2 separate regions of the Takifugu rubripes genome follow, and region 2 is linked to region 1. Evidence: chromatin contacts called from public Hi-C data. All regions are on one chromosome and are shown on one strand. The core of a region is the stretch at or near the end of the contact, and the rest is flanking DNA. Distances in the headings are between cores, read along the strand shown. Region 1 holds the start of twsg1a (twisted gastrulation BMP signaling modulator 1a). Region 2 holds the start of lrrc30a (leucine rich repeat containing 30a).

Region 1 (3,255 bases), core at 122-2,621:
CCCCGACAGGAGGAAGAGGAGAGTGGCGGCGGCGGCGGGGAGGGTCGTCTGACCGGGCCTCATCCTGACAGCTCACCAGCACCTTACTGGAAACTCCTAGAACATCAGCACGGCCACAGAGAGGAGGTCAGGGAGCAAACATGGCCGAGCTGCTGCAGTCATAGCAGTTCGTCATCACCAACTCAGAGTTTTCACAGATAAACCCCCAAAAAGCACATTTTCTTTAGTATCCTGCCATTTCTCCAAATACTCTACATTTATCTAATAACTTCAATTACTTTGCAGGTTCACCGTCGTGAGGACATTTTAAATAAATGTTTTGCAGTTTTTTTAAAAAGATCTTTAAAACAAGAATCCCCAACAATCATTATTTCCCGTGTTTGAGGACATTTAGATGTACCATTGAATTTGCTGCAACCTCAAAAACGTCAGCATGAGGGAAGACATTTCTCCAAGGCCTGTGTCACATTTCATTCAAAACAACAACGCTGCTCGGAACCCAGGAATAAGGCACATCTGGCAACATCAGCTTCCTTCACCTATTTTTTTTTACGTAACGCCTTTACAGCGGCGAGTCCCGCGTTTTGCTGCACATTGTTCCACTCCACATGAGAACGCGTGAGGAACACACACTCCCTCACTCCTGGACGTGTTTCTTCACCTCTTTTATGTTCATCGCCAGCACCAAAACTCGCTCTCGCTCGTCCGGAGCCACGACACAACCAAACGCAGTAAAAGTGCAGAATAGCGCAGACAGGACGGGCCCGGAAACTTACCGACACGCTGGACGCAAGACCTCGACCTTTTCCTTCAGAAAGAAGTGGAGCTACTTTTGTTTTTCCTTTGAACCTCTCCAGGATGGTGCTCCACAGACGCTCAAGTGTCCACTGTGTCCAGAGGGCGTCAGTCTCTCCGCAGCAAAAAGCGACAGGCAGTCGGGCGCCTTAAAGGCACACACTCCATTTTCTCCCCAACGTCTGCGCAGCCAAACGCCGGGCCTGGGGTCAGTCAGACACACACCGACACACACGCTCGCTGGCCGAGTGTGTTCCGTGTAGCGGACACGGGTCTTCCCCCCCGCCCTGAAGCCACAGACAAACGTCGAGTTACCTTGTGCGCTTCGCCGGAATATTGTGCGTAAAAGTCTTGCGCGTAAAAAGGAAAAACAAAAGCGCGAGAAAACGCAGTCGTCTACCAAACAATCCTTTCCTGTCCAAGCCACCCCCACTCGATTAAACGAGCCTTTGTTCCTCGCTCTTATCTGCGGCAGCGTGAGTGTGCTCATTAGGTAAGAAAAGGGGGATTCGGAAGCCGTGAAGTCGCGCGGACCCCCCTCCGAGAAGAGAAGGACCGCCGCTTGCTGCGTGTGTTGCAGCTCCACAGAGACGCTCTGATGAGCCATTTTAGCTCCACAGGTGTCCAGGTGCGTTGTTTTAGGTGTCACCCAAACCGCCATAAGCTCCACTTCCAGCGGGCAAAAGGGACGGAAGACAGGATCAAGTTTCAGGGACTTTTTATCTCTGGGATTTGCCGCAGTATCCAAATAAAAATAGTTGTTTTTACAAGCCGGGGAAAGAATTTGGGAAGTTAATGTGATTTTCTTTAAATGGAGTCAGGCTGGTCTGTTTATACTCTGCAGAATCATCAGTGGGGGGGAAAAGTCCCATAATTTATTCAGATTTAAAACGTTACGTTTTGGTTTGGAATAAAATAGAACCTAATAGTCCAGCAGAAAGTCCAAAGATGTGATTTTATGTAAAGATAAGATAAAGAGAACAGTCCCTGAGCACTATTGAAGTAGATCGTTATTTAAAATCCTTTGCAAGCGATGTGTTTAATTCAGAAAGGTAATATTTAATATTTCTAAATCATTGTCTAGTCTTTTAAAACAAAAAACAAAACAAAAAACCAAAAAACGTTTAAGCAAGTGCAATAAATAAATCCCCCAAAATTTTGGCGTCCAAACTGGGTCAATCATACCACAGTGGCTGTACAGCGACACCTGCTGGCGACTCCTAAAACTACATCCAACTGAAGATTCGATTTTCAAATTGGACCTTTTCCTGAAATCGGATGTCAAACTCCTGCAATGGAAATACACCAAAAACAGCGTTTTATTTCACAACAAATAAAATTTATTCAATAGTATATTACAAATATGTACAAGAAATGTAACAAGTAAATATTAAAATAGACATTTTTTTTTAGAACTATCGTTCAAAAGGCATTGTTGAAAAAATAGGTTTTGCTGTGATCTCACACTGAATCTGTAAAAGTTTAGTTGTTTTCTTTTTCTTTCCCAACCTCAGGAAGCCACACCAGACATCAGTGTGTGTACGTGAGAGACCATGGACACATGAGGCAGCAGAACAGGAGAACACGATGGTGCGAAACAAAACGCACACACACACACGCGCACACACACACACACACACAAAAAAACCCAAAAACGCTGGAACACGTCAGAAAACCTCACCGTCAAGTCCACAATAAAGATCTGTAGGAAAACGTACAACGAAAGCGACGCATGCACAGCATTTAACTGCCAAAGTCAAATAACACCAGCTTGGACGCTAAACTTGAAATGAAGGAAGAAACCGGTAAATCCAAATGAGAAACAACCAAAGCCAACAGATGTTTCAGAAGCCAACAACAACATCACAGAGGACAACGATATAAAAACCAACTTTGGTCCATTAAAACATGACATAAGATTACAATCAAAATATCTATTTTTTTACAAGTTTAAAACAATAATTACATGTATATTTACAAATGCACAATCGTTTATGTATAAAATAAGTTAGAAAATTAAGAGCACAGTCTATACACAATTTATGACCACTCACTTTGAAAACATCTGAAATTTTTAATGTGCGTCACCCTACTTGTTGGGAAGCAGCGGCCATTTTGTCGTCGACCCCTGGCCACAGCTCCCTGACCCGCCGGCTGACCCAGCCTTTGGTCTGGGCTCGACCCGCCCGATCTGAGGCCTCTGCTGGAGGAAGTCTGTCCCCACGCTTCTCGTGCTGGCTGGACAGTAAGAGCTTATTCAAAGTAAACGTCTTTTTTAAGTGCTCTTCGTATTATCGCCACATTCCAAGTGCTTCTCGTTTTTTCTCTGCTGCCACTGTAAAAATGCCCCCCCCCCCACCTCCTACTGGTCATATTGGGGTGAGGTCAAAGTCGTCATTGACCTCCACCAGTGGTATGTAGAACTCGGGGATCTCGAAGATACTCGTGGATTTGTAGGTG
Region 2 (3,182 bases), core at 678-3,177, 250 kb before region 1:
CCTACTTATCTTCTACCCTGTCCCTCCCTCCAGCTGTTTGTGCCTTTCAGTGTAATCCAAGTTGAACACTCAGACACGTGAATATCTAGCTACGCCACGATGTGTTGCTTCTCTGATGGCTACTGCTTCACAGAGAGGACAGCTCACATAGTTACAATCTGGTCGTGAATTCCTGTGCACACAATTAAAGCTGCAGCCACACACAAGCTCGTGTGACATGGAGACGTTAATATTTACTAAAGATCTATCTCTGACATGCTGCACAAGCTGCTGCCCCCCCCCCCCCCCCCCCCCCCCATCCCACAGAGCAGGTCCCCAATGTCCAATTCAGCAAATCTATGACGTGACCTGTCATTTATAAGTGCTGATGTAGCCGTGTCCCAGAGCTCCCAGAGTTGGATATCACTGTGAACTGTCATTACTGTTCCCAGTGCACTTTCTTGATTACCAGACTAGGGAAGGAATGATGACTAAGGCTGCTCTAAGTCCTGGTCAGACTGTGTAAGTCTGCTCCTGAAAATGGATCAGGTCCAAGGTCCCATTTACTCCCCGATGTTTATGTAACATGTTCACGCCGTGTGAATATAGACCTCTCCTGTTACATGAATCTGCTAATCACCTGACTCGCACCCTAGAAGATGACATATGGATGGAAATTGTGTTTATTTTGAGCGCAAAAGTCACTTTTGGCTAGCTCACGATCCTACGCAGCGAGCACTTGAGTAAATTTGTAATCTAAATGACTTTTCTAAACATGTAGCCAAGCTTAGCGCTCACTATATTTAATATTAAAATGTTTAGATTGCTCATCACATGTGTACATGGTGTTACGATCAGGTTATTATAGTTTTATGAGTTTGCAAAAGACAAAATAGCAACTTTACATAGTTATAGTAATAAACTGACTGAGAATTTGTTTTGATTAACAGGTTTTATTTACTCAACAACATTTTAAATCTATCAGTCATCTGTGACTTGTGATCTTCGGTAGTTTTTGGTTTCATTTGCTGTTATTTATTGCAAACAGCAGCATTATCAAAATGTAAAACACCTGTTTTGTAAAAAAAAAAAGAAAAAGAATGTGAGCGTAAATTGTAAATTGGTGTGGCCTTAATTTAAAGCATCTCAAAGAGAATTAACATTCTGTGACGGAGAATATCTCCACCACCCCATGAACTGCTTCAAGTGCAAATGATTCATGCAAATGAGGGAAAGTGGAGAAAGTTATAATTTCTTTTGCTTTTTAAAGTGGAGTTTTGAAAGGGAATGGGACAAATGGTTTCCAGTCAAGGTACCTAAAGAAGTCTGTTAAAAAACAACAAAAAAAATACATTTTACCTTGGGGTAAAAAGTTGCTGGGGGGAAAGACAAGTTCAGAAGTGAATGTGCACCAGCTGGGCTGTTACCGAAGGCGAGCTTTCCCTCTGGAGCCTGATAAATGGGATTTTGAATGAGTATAGTTTTCTAGGAATACACTGGAATGTTCTGTGTCCTTTTGCACTTGAGAGTAAACCAGCACAGGCTCGTGCATAAGTTTCCACTAATACCTCTAAGAACTGTTACTTTTTTAAGATATGATCCGGTGCCTCTACCGCTGCTAGCTTGATGCTACGTTTAAGTTCAAAGAGAAGATCGAGCACAAAGGCACAGTCAGGCTGACAAAAGAGAGCGCATAGAAGCAAATGTCAAATGTCTGGGTGATTCCTAACTTTGAAAATTTGAAGGCTAGTTGAAGGTTGAAAAGTGGGTGGCAGTAACTGCGGCGATGTTCCACGTGGCAGAAACTACAGCTGGCTGAGCTTACACTGCATCCTATCCCAAGTCTGTCTCTTTGGGAGTGGGTGGAACATGAGCAGAGTGCTATCTGTGGACTCGCAAAGTGACAGGACCAGCTGGGCCATGAAATCCAGTAAGACGGGTGGTTTGTCTGACAGCCACAGACCACGAGCCCCCCAAAGTGCTCAGTTACAACAGCCTGCAACTCAACACTGTGACGGAAACTCGGGACGGCGAGTGTGTGGCTGCTGCCAAACGTTGGGAGTTCGAAAACAAATGCGCGGAGCGGATCATGTGCCGTGCGGCCCGCTTCAGAACCCAATCAGCTGCCATTCTCTTTTAAAAACCCTTTAAAGGTTGCTAGGACGCCAACCCACATGCTGACACCCCGTTACTGGCGGTAGACTCGACAGGACGATGGGGGGGAAGCATTCCCGCGGCGTCCCCAAGGAGCTGAGCGATGTGAGTCAAAGGAGAAACGGTTCCAGAGACGGGCAGTTCAGCGTGCCCTCGGCCACAGAGAGGTTCCGCAGACACACCATGATCCACTTTGGCTACAGCACCCTCAGTCTGGCCATGCAGGGTCTGAGCAGGACCCCTGCGGAGCTGTGGGAACTCAGAGAGCTGCAAAAACTCAACTTGTCCATGAACTGCCTGTGCTCCCTGCCCGCTGCCGTAGGCTCTTTGGACAACCTTGTGATCCTTAACCTGTGGGGCAACAACCTGTCCAGCCTGCCGCCTGAGATCGGCTTGCTGAAGAAGCTGCGCGTCCTCTTTGCCTGCCGAAACCGACTGAGTGAGGTCCCGGAGGAGCTGGGCTCCTGCACCTGCCTGGAGGTTCTGAGTTTGGCCAACAACCAGATCGCGAGCCTCCCCGGCAGCTTGGCCACCATGCACAACCTGACCAAACTTAATCTCAGCTACAACCACATCGTTCACATCCCCACCTGCGTGTATAGCATGAAGGGCTTGGTCTTTCTCCACCTGGCTTGCAACCGTCTGGAGACCATTGCAGACCAGATCCAGGATTTGGTCAACCTGAAGATTCTCATTGTGGAGGGAAACAGTATCCACACTCTTCCCAAGACGCTGTGCTCTATGAACTCTCTCGAACTCCTCAACGTCGACTTCAACGAGCTGCAAAATGTCCCAGTGGAAATGTATCTTCTGAGCAGACTTGGGAGACTCGCCTGCCACCCACTGGATAAAGGACTTCATATTGTTCACAACCCTCTCCTCAAACCCATCCAGGAGGTTCTACAAGGTGGACTCAGCGCCCTCTATAACTACCTCAAACCCACATGAGGCTCTGTGTTGGTGTATCAGAAGAGTATGGAGACACTTCCTGCACATAGTGGTCAGTGTTTACTGCAGCATGCTGCTGAAACTAGAGACAAATGAACCTT

Evidence for each region. A called contact is a pair of places that touch in the nucleus more often than the background predicts.
Region 2: a contact with region 1 is called in a Hi-C map of muscle, with 9 times the contacts expected there. The contact joins the promoter of lrrc30a here to the promoter of twsg1a in region 1. A contact is called at or near these places in 2 of 2 Hi-C or Micro-C datasets (muscle and an unstated tissue).

Annotation. Positions count from the first base shown.
Region 1 is chr22:3,290,226-3,293,480 of fTakRub1.2, reverse strand. It overlaps twsg1a (twisted gastrulation BMP signaling modulator 1a), which reads right to left and starts at 1,371. Exons shown (of 5, transcript XM_003975346.3): 1 at 777-1,371; 2 at 1-96. The coding sequence starts at 63. ankrd12 (ankyrin repeat domain 12) reads right to left here. Exons shown (of 12, transcript XM_011616157.2): 12 at 2,100-3,255. The coding sequence ends at 3,165.
Region 2 is chr22:3,536,562-3,539,743 of fTakRub1.2, reverse strand. It overlaps lrrc30a (leucine rich repeat containing 30a), which reads left to right and starts at 1,927. Exons shown (of 1, transcript XM_003975341.2): 1 at 1,927-3,182. The coding sequence starts at 2,194. The coding sequence ends at 3,081.